2 separate regions of the Mus musculus genome follow, and region 1 is linked to region 2. The links are chromatin contacts, called in public promoter capture Hi-C maps. All regions are on one chromosome and are shown on one strand. The core of a region is the stretch at or near the end of the contact, and the rest is flanking DNA. Distances in the headings are between cores, read along the strand shown.

Region 1 (7,294 bases), core at 1,136-3,635, 250 kb after region 2:
TAGAAAGCAAACTAACCCATGCATGGATGGAAATGGGGATAGTTCTTAGAACTCAATTTTCTGCTTGTTTACCAAAGATTAACTATGCAAATCAATTGTGTCAAAGTTCAGGTCAAGTGCATCCTTTGGGGATGTTAGGGAGACAGTGACTTGTGCTTGAGTTAATGGCGACTGTAATATGAGCAGGTTAGTCTGCAGTAGAGCATGTGCTGCTGAGCTGTGGGCACAGGGAATGTGAGGGGACAGACCACTGTCTTCCCAAGATGTCCCCCTACCCCTTCTCTACAACTGCAGCCCGGCTACTCCAGCAGATACAGAGAGGTGACAGGCTGGGAGACCGCTCCAACTTATATTCAGAAGTAGGTGAAGGGTCTCATATTTTAAACATTCAAACCTGGAGACAACCTAAAGAGTGGATGTCAATGAATGGTGTCTACTTTACAGATAAGACAGTTCTGGAGAAATATGCAATGGCAGAGAACAGCAAATGCTTTCTCTGTCCCACCCTCAAGTGTCGCATATCGCCCCTTCCTCTGAGGTTCCTCACCACGTTCCATCTCTCCCAGCCTCTGCCCTTTAAAGAGTTGCAGGTTGGTTTGTTGACATTGTTTGGCGAGTATAATTTGTGATTTGATTTTAGATTTGATTCTTGCTTCACTATGCTTCCAGTATTCACATCCTACCTTAGCTTTGCACAGTGCTCCATCTTTCCTCAGCCTGGTGCTCTTTGCCACTGTCTGCAGGTTGGAATCGGGACCACAGGTCCACAGGACCACAGGCCCACAGGACCACAGTCTAGGTAGGACTCAAATGTGTAAATGCCCACCTCACGTCTGGTCATAAACTATCTGACAGGTGCTTTTTTTTTCCTTCCCTCCCTTCCTCCCTCCTTCCTTCGAATGTCCTGTGTGTACAACATATGTATGCAGAGGTCAGAGGAGGATATTGGGTACTCTCCCCTATCATTCTCTATTGTAGTCCTTCAAGACTGGGTCCCCTAGTCCTGAAGATTGTGCTCACTACAGGTGCTTGTGACCAGACTGAGTGGGGTTTTGTTTTGGGGTTTCTTTTAAACATGGGTACTGAAGGTCTGAGCTTAGTCTTCCTGTTTGCACGTGTGTTATTACATACTAAGCCATCTCCCAGGTCTATAAGAAGCATTTGTAGATGTTTTAAGGAAAGTAGCTGAGTAGATTATGTTATTTCTAGAGTACTTCTACCTGGTCTTTAAGTTGACTGAACGGGGAGGCATAGCAGGTTACCTCAGAGCCATCCTGAGCAACAGAAAGCTATAGATGGGGATGCCTAGCCTAGGCACAAATAGTGGGGTGACGGTGGTAAATGATACCTGCCTTGGCTGTGCTCAGCCCTAGAGAAGTAATCGGGGTTTCTATAACCTGGAAAGCGAGGAAAGTGGTAGGTGATGAGTCTGCTAGCTACTTAGGTATATTACCTGTGGCTCTCAACAGTCTCCAGCAAATATTAGAGACAAATGTTGGATTGGCCTGAACCAATGCCTGCTAAACGTTACTTCCTAATTGCCCCATAAATAAGACACCATAGAAGTTGTGTCAATGCCCCAATACATATTTGGATGTTTTCTTAAAATTACAGTTTTTACAACATCTCCTTGCATGACATTGGCACATTTAGTATCTCACCTAATTCTTCCAGCTCTGAGACACTTGGTCAAGAGGAAACAGAGAATGTCAGCTGTATACAGAGCATACACGGTACCTGGCTGGCAGTGTTCAACGTGTTCTGAAGAGTTAAATTTACTGATGTTTTTATGTTTTATTAACATATACTAATCATGATAATAATGGCTTTCATTGTGACATGTTCATGTGTATTTTGAATATATCTCCTATCCCCCCTCTCCCCTCCACTGACCCCTGCAGCACAACCCTGGGAGACAGGCACTGTTGTCATCTGTTTTGTAGAGAGGGTAGTATGTGTTCTGGTTACACAGCTGAGAATTACATAGAAAGAATTAGGGAAAGCATATAGAAAGAACCCAACGGCAGGTAGCTGGGCTCTGGAACCCTCTCAGAGTTCCTACAAACCTAGGACTTAGACACCACAGTCCCATCTGTCTTCAGGCCTTGCAGCCCCTGTACTGAGAACAGAACATGAGTCTGTGTAGCCAGCATGTGCCTGCACTCACTACTTTACCTGTATTAACCCTCTAACCCTGAGCATTTGGGGGAGAGGGGGGGATTGGTATGTGGCTTTCCGAAGTACTCAGGTAAGGCTGCTTCCATGGAATCACAGTTCTCACTGTCCTAGGTGTGCGGTATCACAAGTGAGTACATTCGTGCTGTGCAAAGCTGAGGTTCCAGGTACAAGCGCCTGTTTGCTTTGCTGACCTGTTTGCTCTATGTCAACAGAACTGAGAGCAGCAAGAGCGAGCAGGCTATTTCAACCATCCTCGAATCACACTGGATCTCCCGCTACACAGAAAATATGAAGATAGGGGCTCAGGTTTGGAGGGCACTGGCAAAGTCGTGTCTCCTCTGTGCTACTCTGGGATGTCTCCATTTCCCTGGTTCCAGGTAAGTGGTGGGTACAAATGATTCCCTGATCGGTCACGTGGCAGAAAGCCACATAATGCTGACCAACTCTGCCACATGCCTGTGGGCAGAGGAACGTCTCTGAAAGTGATTTGCATGTGTCTGGCAAAATAAGATCAACAATTCCTTCTGAACTATCATGGACCCAAGTGCCTGGCTTCAACAAGAGTGTCTGTTACAGAACTGGCATGGTTTAATATATTCTGTCGCTCTGTGAAGAGTAGGATACAAGTTCTATAGCTGAACAAAGCTTTGGTCTGATTCTCTGTGCAAAAGAAGGTTTATTATATATGAAAATGAGCCCGTTTATGTGAATGATCTTAATAATGGCATTGTGCTGCTCTACCTGCTCAACAGCCCAATATATCTAGGGTGAGGGAGTGAGTGGGTCTCTCAAACTCCCACTTTCTCTCTTCCTTTCTTTTCCCTTCCCCCTTTCTCACAAATATTTGTTCCCAAAGAGGAAAAAAAAATCAAGATTTATTTCATCAAAGTTTTCATTCACAAGAAGTGAAGCAGCTAAAGAAAATAACCTTAGTCTGGGTTCAAACTTGAGTTCCAAAGACAGATGTGGCAGAGAAAGCAATCTGGAGACCTTCCTTGTGCCAGAGCAGTTCCCACTGTGAGATGTGGAAGGACTCAGGTACCTGGATGCTCGTGAGCACTTGTGTAGAAAGAAAGAGGTACAGCTGTTCTCTCTGCTCAGACTGCTCCCCGGTAGTAACCTCTCATTCATGTGAGCAGCACCAGGGTTCACGCGCCTCCTGTCCTGAGCTCTGCACCATGCTATTCGGCCTCCTTGAGAACCTTCCCCAGGACCGGGATTCTGAGTCTTTACCACCCACAGACTCTCCTTTAGAACCAACAAGACCCTCGACTTGGTGAAGAGACTGTCTGTACATGCTTCCCATGCATTTCCTTCTGGGCACAGAGGACTCTGCAGTACCCAGTGAATTGTGCCTGGAGGGAAGGGCTCAGACATCGCTCTCAGAAGCAGCATCATACCCCTGTCCACAAGTCCCTTGATTGCCTCAGAGGATACAGAGCTGAACAAGCCCAAACTCATATTCTCAGGGAGCGTGGCTATGTGGGGGGCAAATACAGAGACTCGTAAGAGTTGGTGCAGGGACAAATAACAATCAAGGGAGAGAGGGAAAGAGTGGCTGGTCCTCCTGAGCAGGAGTCCTGGCAAAGGATGAAGGATGCACTAGGCAGAGATAACAGCACATGCAAAGGCATGGAGTTATAAGAGAGAGAGAGAGAGAGACTAGCTTGTTCCCATGGCTCCAGGTTCATTTCACTATCATTGAGTAGACAACAAGGTAGGACCTGGAAGGAGGAGAAGGAGGAGGAGGAGAAGGAGGAGGAGGAGGAGGAGGAGGAGGAGGAGGAGGAGGAGGAGGAGGAGGAGGAGGAGAAGGAGGAGGAGGAGAGGAATAAGTAGCTAGGGAATGCAAACCACACCCTTCAGGCATAGACCTGAAGGGAAGGTGTGGAGCAATGAGACATACATATTGGCAAGTTCCCTTTGAGGTAGGTAGGAACAGGAGCTCCACCAGGTGAGAACAGAACAGGCTACGAAACTCACAGCTATGTGTGTGTCATGTAAGGAAAGGGTGACCCCTCATTCCCAAACTGATCCCCAGAGGGGAGAAGAGAATGGCTTGGGCTCAGTGATCTTCCTGCTCTTCCTGACCCCTGGTTGGATATTCTGATCTGCACCCATGATTTCTATGTACCAGTGCTGAACACAACCTGCCTTTGAGTATCACACCCAAAAAAAATCAAACAAGAAAAGCATTCTGTTCAGGGGCAGAAAGTGCTGCAACCTCCCTCCCGCCGTAAAGGCTGTCATCATTTCACTCACTCAGGTCACACTGTCATATGGCCTATTGATCACTATTGATTGTCACTCTGTTCCAGGCATGGACTCTTATTCTCACAGCCGTTCGATCACTTACAGGGGCAGAGAGAAGGAAACTGAGGACTATGTGAAGACTGTGACTCTCAAGGCTACTCAGTCCATGTGTGTGTGTGTGTGTGTGTGGTGGGGTGTGGGTGGGGATGGGGGTGCAGACCTCAAATATCTTCTCTGCCTTCTGCCTTGTATTAATGCACCTCTCCCTTCCACTGGACTTGCTGGAAACCTAGGGTGATTCTCTGAGACACATGTTTACTACTTTGCGATGTTGCTTTAAATTCCATGTCTGCCGCAGCAAATGACAGAGAGAAATGGGAAACATTTCCCCCAGAAACCACCTCCCTGCCAGCCAAGTGGAAGATGCTGTTTGCACGGGGATGCAGCTGCTAAACAAATTGTGTGTGACAGGAAAGTTGTTGTGTCAGGGTATTTCCAGAGAAAACCAAAATATATTGATGTGTCCTGTCCATAGAAGCTGAGGACTGGAAATTTACTGCTGACCTAATCCTGCTGCACGTGATGGATCCATCTTTATTTTGATCAGAGAAAAGAGAGTAAGAGACCTGGACCCAGATTGATGTGTCCTAAGGCTGGCAACGACATTCTGCGCACCCCTAAAGAAAGGCATGCCCGTGCCAGCACTCCCTCAGAAGGGGCATATTTCCAGAGAAGTGTAAGGCAGCCGATACTAACTTTTTTAGATTGCAAAATAATAGAATATAAATATACCACCAAAAAAAATGACATGCAAGAGATCTTCCAGGAGAGAACATCCAGATGAAAGGAGAGAACTAGGTCCCTTTTGGAACTCTTGTGACATGGGTGGGCAGGAGAGTGCACAAGGCTTCGGCAAAGCACCCGGTCATGACGCTGCACGCTGTGCATGTGTGTGAACGCATTTACAGGGCACTGGAGCGACACTCAGCCTGCCCGTGACAGTTGTTGCCCCTGAAGAGGATGGCAAACAGACGGAACCAGGGCTGATGTAAAACTCAGATGCCCAACCCCTGGAGATTCCTTTTACTTAAGGACCACACAAGTGTAGCAAGAGATTGACGGGAGTAGGAGGGTGACAGGGGAAGGGAGAGGGTGGGGCGGGCTGGTCCGTATGGGTATGGGGCTCTGAGTGATTAGCTTTCAGTACTTCTCGTGGCAGTTTTATGTTAGGGAGGAAGTGGGCTTTGCATTCATGTCTGTTAATTGCATGTTGGGCTTTTATTATGGAACTTCCATACATGTTCGTAATACACTATGACCACCGTATGCACCGCCTCTATTACTCTTTCTTATCTACTCTCCCCATATGGAGGCAAATCTGCAGAAGCTAAGCCAGCTTGTTTCTGTAGAAATTCCTCAGGGTGGAAGGTGCCCATAGCTGCATGAAAGACGCCTCAGTTGGACCTGTCGTCTGTGCAGCACCACGCCGTTCTCAAACTCAGAATGCCACTTGGCACTGGCCTTTCTTTCAGATTTGCATTTTGCAGCACTAATGAACCACGCTTGCCCAATGTAATTTACAAACATACTATTTGTTCAGCTGATTATTCTATTATATTGCCACCTCCATAATGGAAATTGAGTGTAAAAATGAGAGATCTGGTGGTTATAACTACTCCTCGAAAGTTCCTTTTGCAAGGAGGCGTCATCTTGTCCATTAATGGGCTCTCAATTCTCGGAGATGATAATAATTGGTGAATCTTAATAGCAACTGTGCACATTACTTATCCACTTGGTCTCTACTGTGGCCCCGAATTGGGTTGATACTTTGAAAAAAAAAAACACAAAAAACCAGTGTAACTGCTTTGCAGTTGAAAGATAGGAAGAGGGTGCTCCCACAGAGCTGTCAAATACACACTTAGGAGAAGCCAAATCACAGACAGTATTGTTTTGTCAAACCCGAGCAAATTAGTAAAGAGGAGCCCATCGGAGGGCCCCTGCTGGTGTGCAGCATCCTGCCTCAGTAACCACTTTCAAGTACCCACCTGTGGTTTCCAGGAGAGTCTTTGACCTTTTGTTAAAGATCCAACTTTACTAGGCAATTGATTTTTGTCAGTCTCTGGGGCAGTCATGGAAATGGCGCTCACAGTAGTTAATATCGTGCTCCTTTTAGGACTGTTGCCAAGTGAGAATGTGTTGTTAATGACCTTGTTTGGAGTGACATCCTGTGTGCTTGACAGGTGGAAGCTTTGTGATGCTCCCCCTAATGACTTAATCGTAGAGACAGGGATGAAGCAGGCCTTGCAGCCCCTTACAGAGATAGTGGTGGGAGGTGACTGGAGTGGATGCAGGTTGGATCTGCCTCCAGACATCATGGGGCAAGAGACAGAGTGCATGCATGCTCAGGATCAGACAGACATAATGCTTAGATCCTGGGGGCCACTGTATCCTGGTTTCACTACAGTAAGCATGTTGTGTCTCTCTGAGCCATTTCAGCATCTGTCTAGCTGACAACATCCCATGGTTCCTTCTAGCTCATCTGTGGGATCTGAGGAAAGTGCAAGATAACGGTTTACACAATGCTTAGGTCTGACATCCTAGGGCCTTGATAAATCTTCATTCCTTTCTTCATCTCACCTCCTTTATATCTTAAAAAACAAGTATAAGCTACAAGGGATCGTACAGTAATGTATGTACACTCTTGGGAAGAGATCAAAAAGAATCACAGTACATCTGCCATGTTCTAGGTAGGGAAATTGAGGCTCGCACTGGTGAAATAATAAGCCCATTCATTTTGGCTCAGCTGTGTGCCAGGGACTCAACAAATAGCCTGCCTTATATTTTAGACATTTTTCTTCCCGTG
Region 2 (7,401 bases), core at 3,236-5,735:
TGTGAAGAAAGCCCTCTTGACACTTTATTTCTACTCAGCAGAAGCGATTTCACTCTTCTGGTGTCACAGACCTTGAGAAAACGAGAGAAATGGCTAGAGGTAGAAAGGGCATGAGACCTGTGCAAAGAGATCTGAATCGAGTCCAAGCCTTGGTCATAGTTTCTGCATCTCTAACATGGAATGGTGACACGGGACTGGTAAAGGTTACTGAGCCGCTGTAAAAGTGATGTTTGTAGCTTGTGCACCATGGATACATAAAACCGTTGCTAGACTTCTTTTTGAGCTTTTCATCAGGCTGCATAGAGTCAGCACTCTGAACTTCAGACTCTCTAATGGGACACATTGTGAGAACTGGATTGAGCGCTGTGGAGGCACCCGGGAATGATGGAGTCCGACAGTCTGTTTGTAAGAGGTAGGGCCATGGATACTAACTAGACAGGGCTCTAAGTCTGCTTCTTTCCCAAAGGAAGTTTTAGTTGTTTGGAAAAGCATCGAGTAGAACTCAGAATAATGATGAGTGTTAGAGAAAAGGATACTATGTTATCAGGAAATCAGAGTGTAAATAGGAGAGGTATTCGAGGATACTAGGTCCTTGTGTTTGGTTGCTGGTAAAGAATTGAAGAACATGGCTAAGTGCATCCCTGAGCCACTTGGATACTGAGCCTTACTATTTTGTGGTCCATGGTATTAGCACTGCAGAGTCAGAGCAGTTCCAAGGAGCTGGGTGGCTAGGAGACTGTCTATTGGTGACTGCTCTGGAAAATGGAGGCAACTGGCTGAGAATTTATCAGCAGGACAAGGGGCATTTGAAGGATGCTAGGTCTTACCTTAAGAAGCAGCAGACTGAGTGGCAGACACATTTCTTGATGGAGTTTTGATGCAGAAGGAACGAATACAGAGCTCTTCACTCTATTCAAGGGTTGGAACCTGAAGAACAAAGCCTGTGAGTATGGGGTGAGAATCTGTAAAGCTGGGGCTAAACTTGTGAGAGCTGTTGCTAAGGTGGCTCCTGAGAACCTTTGTGTGGGAAAGAGATGCTGGCGGTGACACTGAGAAGGTCCCAATGAGTCAGGCAGAACTGCCCTGAAGTTTATTTTTCTTTTAACCAGATGTTCGTAATGACCTACTGTGGCCCTCTTAGAGACTTTCCCCTTAAATTTGGCTTCAAGATCCCACCTTTAGTGTCTTCCACATCCACAGCTGAGCTGCTTATGTGATCTCTGATTGTACCTCGAACTTTTGAGTATCATTTAAGGAAAGGATGTGTAGAGAGAAGGGAGGATGTGGGAAGGAGAAGTAATTAAGCATAATAAGACTTTAGAGAGTAACCATTAATTTGGATGTGAAATATAAAATTGCCTTTAAAGTAATAGAGGATAATGCCGGGTGGTAGTACTGTCTAGCATGGGGAGGGGTGGGCTGTTAATAACACACCAGGAAAGAGCATGCATATAGAAGCTCCTGGGTTTTTGTGGTATTAATGATGTTGGTTTCCCTTCACTGCTGATTTAAGATACACATTTCATAAGTGGCACATTAGAGCAAGTCAGTCAGACGCAACCTCTGAACAGTCATTTCATATCTTAAGGTTAATATTTAATCAGGAGATATTTACAGCTCTTTATTTTAATGCCTCGAGATGGCAGTTCAACAGAATTATCAGGAATGTTCCGTGTGGGGCTCGTGAGTATGCAGAGCTTGGGTCTGATATCTGTAGACACTTGAGGACTTTTAAAGATATATTTTGATTTGTTTAACATAATAACAAAGGATCTGGATATTAACTGTTGGCGTGGTAACACATGCGTTGCTTGGGTTTCACAGAAGAGTCTTCTGGATGCTATGTAAGTCCCTTACATAAAATGGCCCAGTGTGTACACAAAATCTACACATAATTTCTCCTGTGCTTCCCATAATCTCTGTCATACCTAATTCAATGCAAACACTCTGTAATTAGTCACTGTTCTGTGCTTTTAATACATGGTCTGTTTCTCTTCATGACAGTCACCACAGCCTTTGTGGCAAGTATTTTCAGCCCTCTGAATGTGTGGGCATGGGACCCGTGGACACAGAAGGCTGCGTGTCCAACACAGAGTTAGCATGATTTCTATCCTACTTTACTTTCTAATGCCACGATGAAACACCACAACCAAAAGCCACTTGAGAAAGAAAGGATGTAACTGGCTTACATCTCCCCATCATAGTCCATCATGGCGGGAAGTCGGGGCAGCAATTGGAGCAGGAGCGGAGGCAGGAACCGTGGGAAAAAGCTGCTTATTGTCTTACTCCCAGAGGCTTATCCCACTCCAGTAGTGGCACCGCCCATGTCGGGCTGGGTCCTCTCACATCAATCATTAACCAAGAAAATGACCGACAGGCAATCTGATGGGGACAATCCCTCAATTAAAGTTTCTCTTTTTCAGATGACCCTAGTTTGTATTGTGTTGTCAAAAATCTAACCAGGTATAGTAATATGTAGGTTTGACTCAACCTTCTAACTCTCTGAAATTATCAGGACGGAGGTCAGGTGGTATATTCTAGAGCAGCAGATTGTCATTTGACGGTTTGTGGAAGGAAAGGCATTTACTCATTGGTTTGTTTACTTATCCATCCATGAGGTATCTCTTGGCCATTTGTTAGGGATCAACAGTTCAAAAAGACTCTGGGTTTTTCTACTCTATATTGTGGACAAGTAAGTATTATATTCCAGAAAAAATGTGCATTTCCACATTTAGTGATCAAGGACTTGGCAGAGTACTTATAAGATGAGCAGAAAAATTCATGTGTGTATATAGAGAAAATTATTGCTAGAGCAAAATACTCTAAATATTAAACATGCATGCCTCTGATTTTGCAGATAAAGCATTTATTTTATTTTCACTCTTGCATTTATATTTTTCAAGTTTTCCATAATAAACATCCCTAGCTTAACAAAAACTAAAATAAGTAAATAAGGTGGTATTCGGTTATATAGTTGGTCAGGGTGTGTGACTGGAATATTTTTAGATGCTTAACCATGATACATGGTACATAGCAAAACAAACTTTGTGTAAAAAGATTGTCCATTTGAATTCTTGCCCTATCAATTTGAATTTCCCCACTTCTAAAAGCCAGCAGGTCTACTGTCTTGTGTGGTATATGCTTGTGTCTGGCAAGATCAGTGATTTCTGATGTGATTAAAGGGGCTCATGCAAGTGAAGAATTATTCTAAAAAATAGATGCTTTGGGTAATTGATTATCTTGTGTGTGTTGCCCTAATGATGCTGTCTGCAGGATGAAATATCTCTCCTCCATTTTCCAAAGCAGCAGTCTGTAACCCCAGGTGACACTAGGATTTCCTTACTAGCTTTAATTACTCAGTACAGAAGCTGCCGTGCCGAGCTTCGGCGGGCTTCACCCACAATGTGAATGCCCACTGATGAGCTAGCCCATCATTGCGCACTGGGGTAGTCATGGAATTTGGAAACCATTAGAAAGCTAGGCAATTTCATTATTCATTCACTTGAAATAATCCCGGGACTGCTTTCAGTGACATGGTTCCTTCGGCAAATAAAGATAAGCCAAATCCCTGGGCACTCCAAGAAGGGGCAGATTCTCTAAATTAATTCCAGGCTCAAATAATTCAGCAGTATTTGTAATATTCTGTGCATAAATTGCCAATTTGCTAGCGAGATCAGGAAATGATAAAGGCTTCTGCCCCCTCCCCCCCTCCTCATCTTAACAAGTGCCGAGGCAGCTATAAAATAAAAGAAATGTTTTATTCTTAATAAATGTCCTATCAGGTAGTGCACTGATTAAAGGTGTCCAAACATGGCATCCCTCCCCCTACAAAGCAATTATTTTTCATCAGAAAGACTAAACTATATGGGGAGCTGAGGATGGCTGCAATTGGGCTTTTCCACACAGGAAAGTTTATGTTAATAATAAATGTACTTGCAATGTGAAGTATTATGTTAATAATAAATGTACTCACAATATGAACAAGTCGGAGATGAAGGGTGATAATACCACAGGTGTCCTTTATTCATTGTAGCGAATGTTTTGTTTTGTTTGTGGGTTGTGAAAGACTGTTGGCTCTTTCCTGATGATAACCGACCCCAGGCACCCCTAAATCCACCCCTCATTTCTGGAATCTCTTTCCTCTTTCCCACTCCTACTGCCTTTTGGGCATCCTGATCCTGGCTGGGGCTGGGGTTGGGGCTGGGGGCGGGGCTGGGGCGGGGCTGGGGGCGGGACTGGGGGCGGGGTCTTTGGGAGGCCCGCTTCATAACGGAATGAAAAGGTTCCACTGTTCTGTTCCTGGGCGGTGGTGCTGAAGCTGGGCTACAGCGTGAGCCTTAGATCCCTCCAGTTATGCCCATTGAGTGAATGGAGATCCACAAAGCTGACAGTCCTCCAGCAGGTCTGCCCCTCTCTCCTCCCTGCAATCAGTACACAAGGCTGGGGACTCCTGCTCTGCTGCTGTCTCTATGAAGGGCCACTAGCAGAAACCGTCCATTAGGGGGAGCTCCACACCTCACAGCTCTTTCCTAGAAATCAGAGAAATCACCCTTCATATGGCCCCCAGCAGAAGGGTGGCGCTAAAGAGTGGATGCTGCCTTCCTGCTGAGTAGTTAATAGAGGGTAGATGCCCTTTTGTTTGAGTTGTTAGCTCTTCCTCCATTTCCCCTGATGATGCATCCTGTTCACTTGGGCAAGAGCTATCTGCAGTCACCTATGTGACCAGAGTCCTCCCTACTCCCATCCCATAATCCAATTGGGTACCCTCTCCACCCACCTCCTGGGGAACCTCCCCATCCCAGGACCCTCCCAGGGAATCTTCCTACCCCTTACAGCACCAACCCTTCATCCTCCAAGGAACTGTTTTTACCCCTCTACTCTCCCTGGGACCTGTCACATCCCACCATCTTCCCAGGTGGGATGTGACATTCCCAGAATGTTAAAGAGAGGCCACTCAGCTCCCTGAGCCTATGCCAGACCACCATTGTCCAGGTTGAATGCCTTCTTCTCGGTGACAGAAACATCTCTTATTTATTTTATATCCATCATTACTGTAAATCACATCACAAATGTGATATCATTCTTTGTCCAGCTAAAGACATGAGAACTCATAGTAGTACCCAGTGTTTATCTGATATATCCACGAGACTGTTTTTATTTTTAGCTACAAACCATACATTGAACCCATCTAAGATTGTGAAATTTACTTTTTAAAAATTTCCATGGAAATAAATATTTCTTAATGTATTTTTTTACTATATGTAAAATAGTCATACAGATCTTTGTTATCAATGGAATCAAATAAGGTAAGTGCCTGCACCTCTTCTCTGGTCCTTCAGGTTAAGCTATTATGAGTTCTTAATCCAGTACTTAGATTGCAAGGAAAGAAGGGTTTTACCTGAGCTGAAATGTTATCCACCTGGCTACAGAATCAACTTGGAAGACGTTGGCTGCGGGCCAGGTTTGCACTGGTAATTAATCAGTGCTGGATAGGAGCTTTTCAGTATGAAAAGGACAAATGAATGGATCCTGAGGTGGGTATCAGTGAGATTCCCCTATTATTAAATGTACTCTTAAGTTATAGAGAACTCGGCTTTGCAGTCTTTGGGCCCGTGGTTTTGAAGGAACTGTGGCTATGCTTTATCCTCAGGGCTTCGAGGGGCAGGCAGGCAGCTGGGGGGGGGGGAGGGGGAGGGGGCGTTGCTTTCATCACATCCCGGACTCTGCTCAACAGTTCAGGACTGGAGCTTCTACCACAGCCCTCACACAGGGATCTCTACTCCTCTTCAGGTCCCTTGGTCACACAGATGGTCCAGAGTTCTCTGTTGCTGAAATTGCTATTGACACATAGGGAAATCTCTTCCCCAGCTGGCTTTGCTGGAAGAAAAGTGTTTCAGAGACCAGCCAAGGAAAAGCAAAAATCATCTTTTCCATTTCAATGCATGGAGTGAAACCCTTTTTAATTAATTTTTTTTTCACTCTGTTTAAATGGATCTGATAAAAGTCTTGAAGTGAGAGAATCAAGGGCCAGAAGTTGCATGCCCTTGTCTGGTGATGTCTCGTTTTGTCTCCTCAAGAGTGTGTTTAAGCTTCTTACTGGCTGTCCTAGTGTACTTCAGGTGATTGGTTGTATAAAACGCTAAACCTTTAAATACTTCTTTACAAAATTATCCAGCTCCAGCAAGCTAGACAGTTTTAATAGGCTTGTCCTTAAAGGAGCCATGTGGGTATAAGAGGGAGCTGTGAACAACTCTACACGTCTCAGCGTTTCTGTGAGTTCTAAGGATACCCATGATGAACCACAGTGTCAAGGCAATAAAATGACTGAGTTTCCCCACATCCCTGCAAGCCACCAGACCTAAAACCATTCTTTTCCTTCTGGCAATAATGGCTTTCACTGGAAAAACAAAAGTCATAGACAGTTGAGTATTTAAACTAATATTCATCATGGCTTGTTAGGTGGGCTGGAAGGGCTATTTTGGTAATTAGATGCCTCACAGTCTTTATTGACAACATGTGTTTTTTTTTTCTATAAACTTAATTATTTTACCACACTGTTCTTCTAACAGGTTTATGCTGTACTGCCCTGTGTGCATGCATGGCCGTTATTGCATCCTGTACCAACTCTACGAATACACACACACACACACACACACACACACACACACACACACACCACTGCCATTACCGCCACCATCACAGAGCCTCTGATCTCTGATACAGCAAAAGCAACGTGAGCTTTGAATCTAGAAAGATGCACGTTTCAGTCCTGGACCTGGATGTTGTCACTAAAATCATGTTCTCTCAGCGATGCTTTTCCTCTCTCGTCTGTAAAACGGGGAATAGAAGGATCCCCTGTTGAAGCATGAATGTGGAAGCATTGTGGAGTAAAAAAAATGTATTATATGATACTAAACTAATGAATGAGTACTGTTGGGATGAACGGATCTTAGCTGGACTGGTGGACAAAAAGAAGCCCCAGGAAGCCGCAGGGGCTTCTACACTCTGGGAGAAAGAGGATCTTTCAAAGATGTTCTCAAGAGATCCTGCTCCAGGTAGACTTAACGAGAGTTCAGGCTTTTGTCCCAGGCAGTGGGGGAATCTCCAAGGACTTCTCCTAGTCTGTCCGTCTAGATCTCTATGTGATGGGGGCCGAAGACAAAAGTTCAGTACTGTCAGGGCCCTGTGCTTGTTTGTTCCATTGTTATAACTTTTTATAGGATGTTCCCTTAGGTTTTTATATCTTAATTCCTCAGTAGTTACTGCCTAATTACATATTCTAATTCTTCAGTAGTTATTGCCTGGTTACATTATAAGAATTGAAACATGGATGACCCCAAAGATGATATTATCAAACTTCACCTATCGGTGGATTGTGCCAGCTGGGGGAGGAGCTTTTGC

Evidence for each region. Promoter capture Hi-C pulls out the DNA fragments that hold promoters and counts their contacts.
Region 1: a contact with region 2 is called in a promoter capture Hi-C map of liver, with 2.7 times the contacts expected there. The contact joins the promoter of C8b here to the enhancer-like site in region 2. A contact is called at or near these places in 3 of 39 promoter capture datasets (embryonic stem cells and liver) and 2 of 9 other capture datasets (liver and pancreatic islet).

The regions. Positions count from the first base shown.
Region 1 is chr4:104,763,932-104,771,225 of GRCm38.p6, forward strand. It overlaps C8b (complement component 8, beta polypeptide), which reads left to right and starts at 2,386. Exons shown (of 12, transcript NM_133882.2): 1 at 2,386-2,555. The coding sequence starts at 2,467.
Region 2 is chr4:104,510,421-104,517,821 of GRCm38.p6, forward strand. All of the region lies in intron 5 of Dab1 (disabled 1), which reads left to right. Among named protein-coding and RNA genes, the nearest start is that of C8b, 250 kb to the right of the region's middle. Within about 2 kb of position 4,486, at least 17 of the 459 cell types and tissues checked have an H3K27ac peak or open chromatin away from gene starts, as enhancers often do. A contact at or near this core is called in liver, where this site is marked.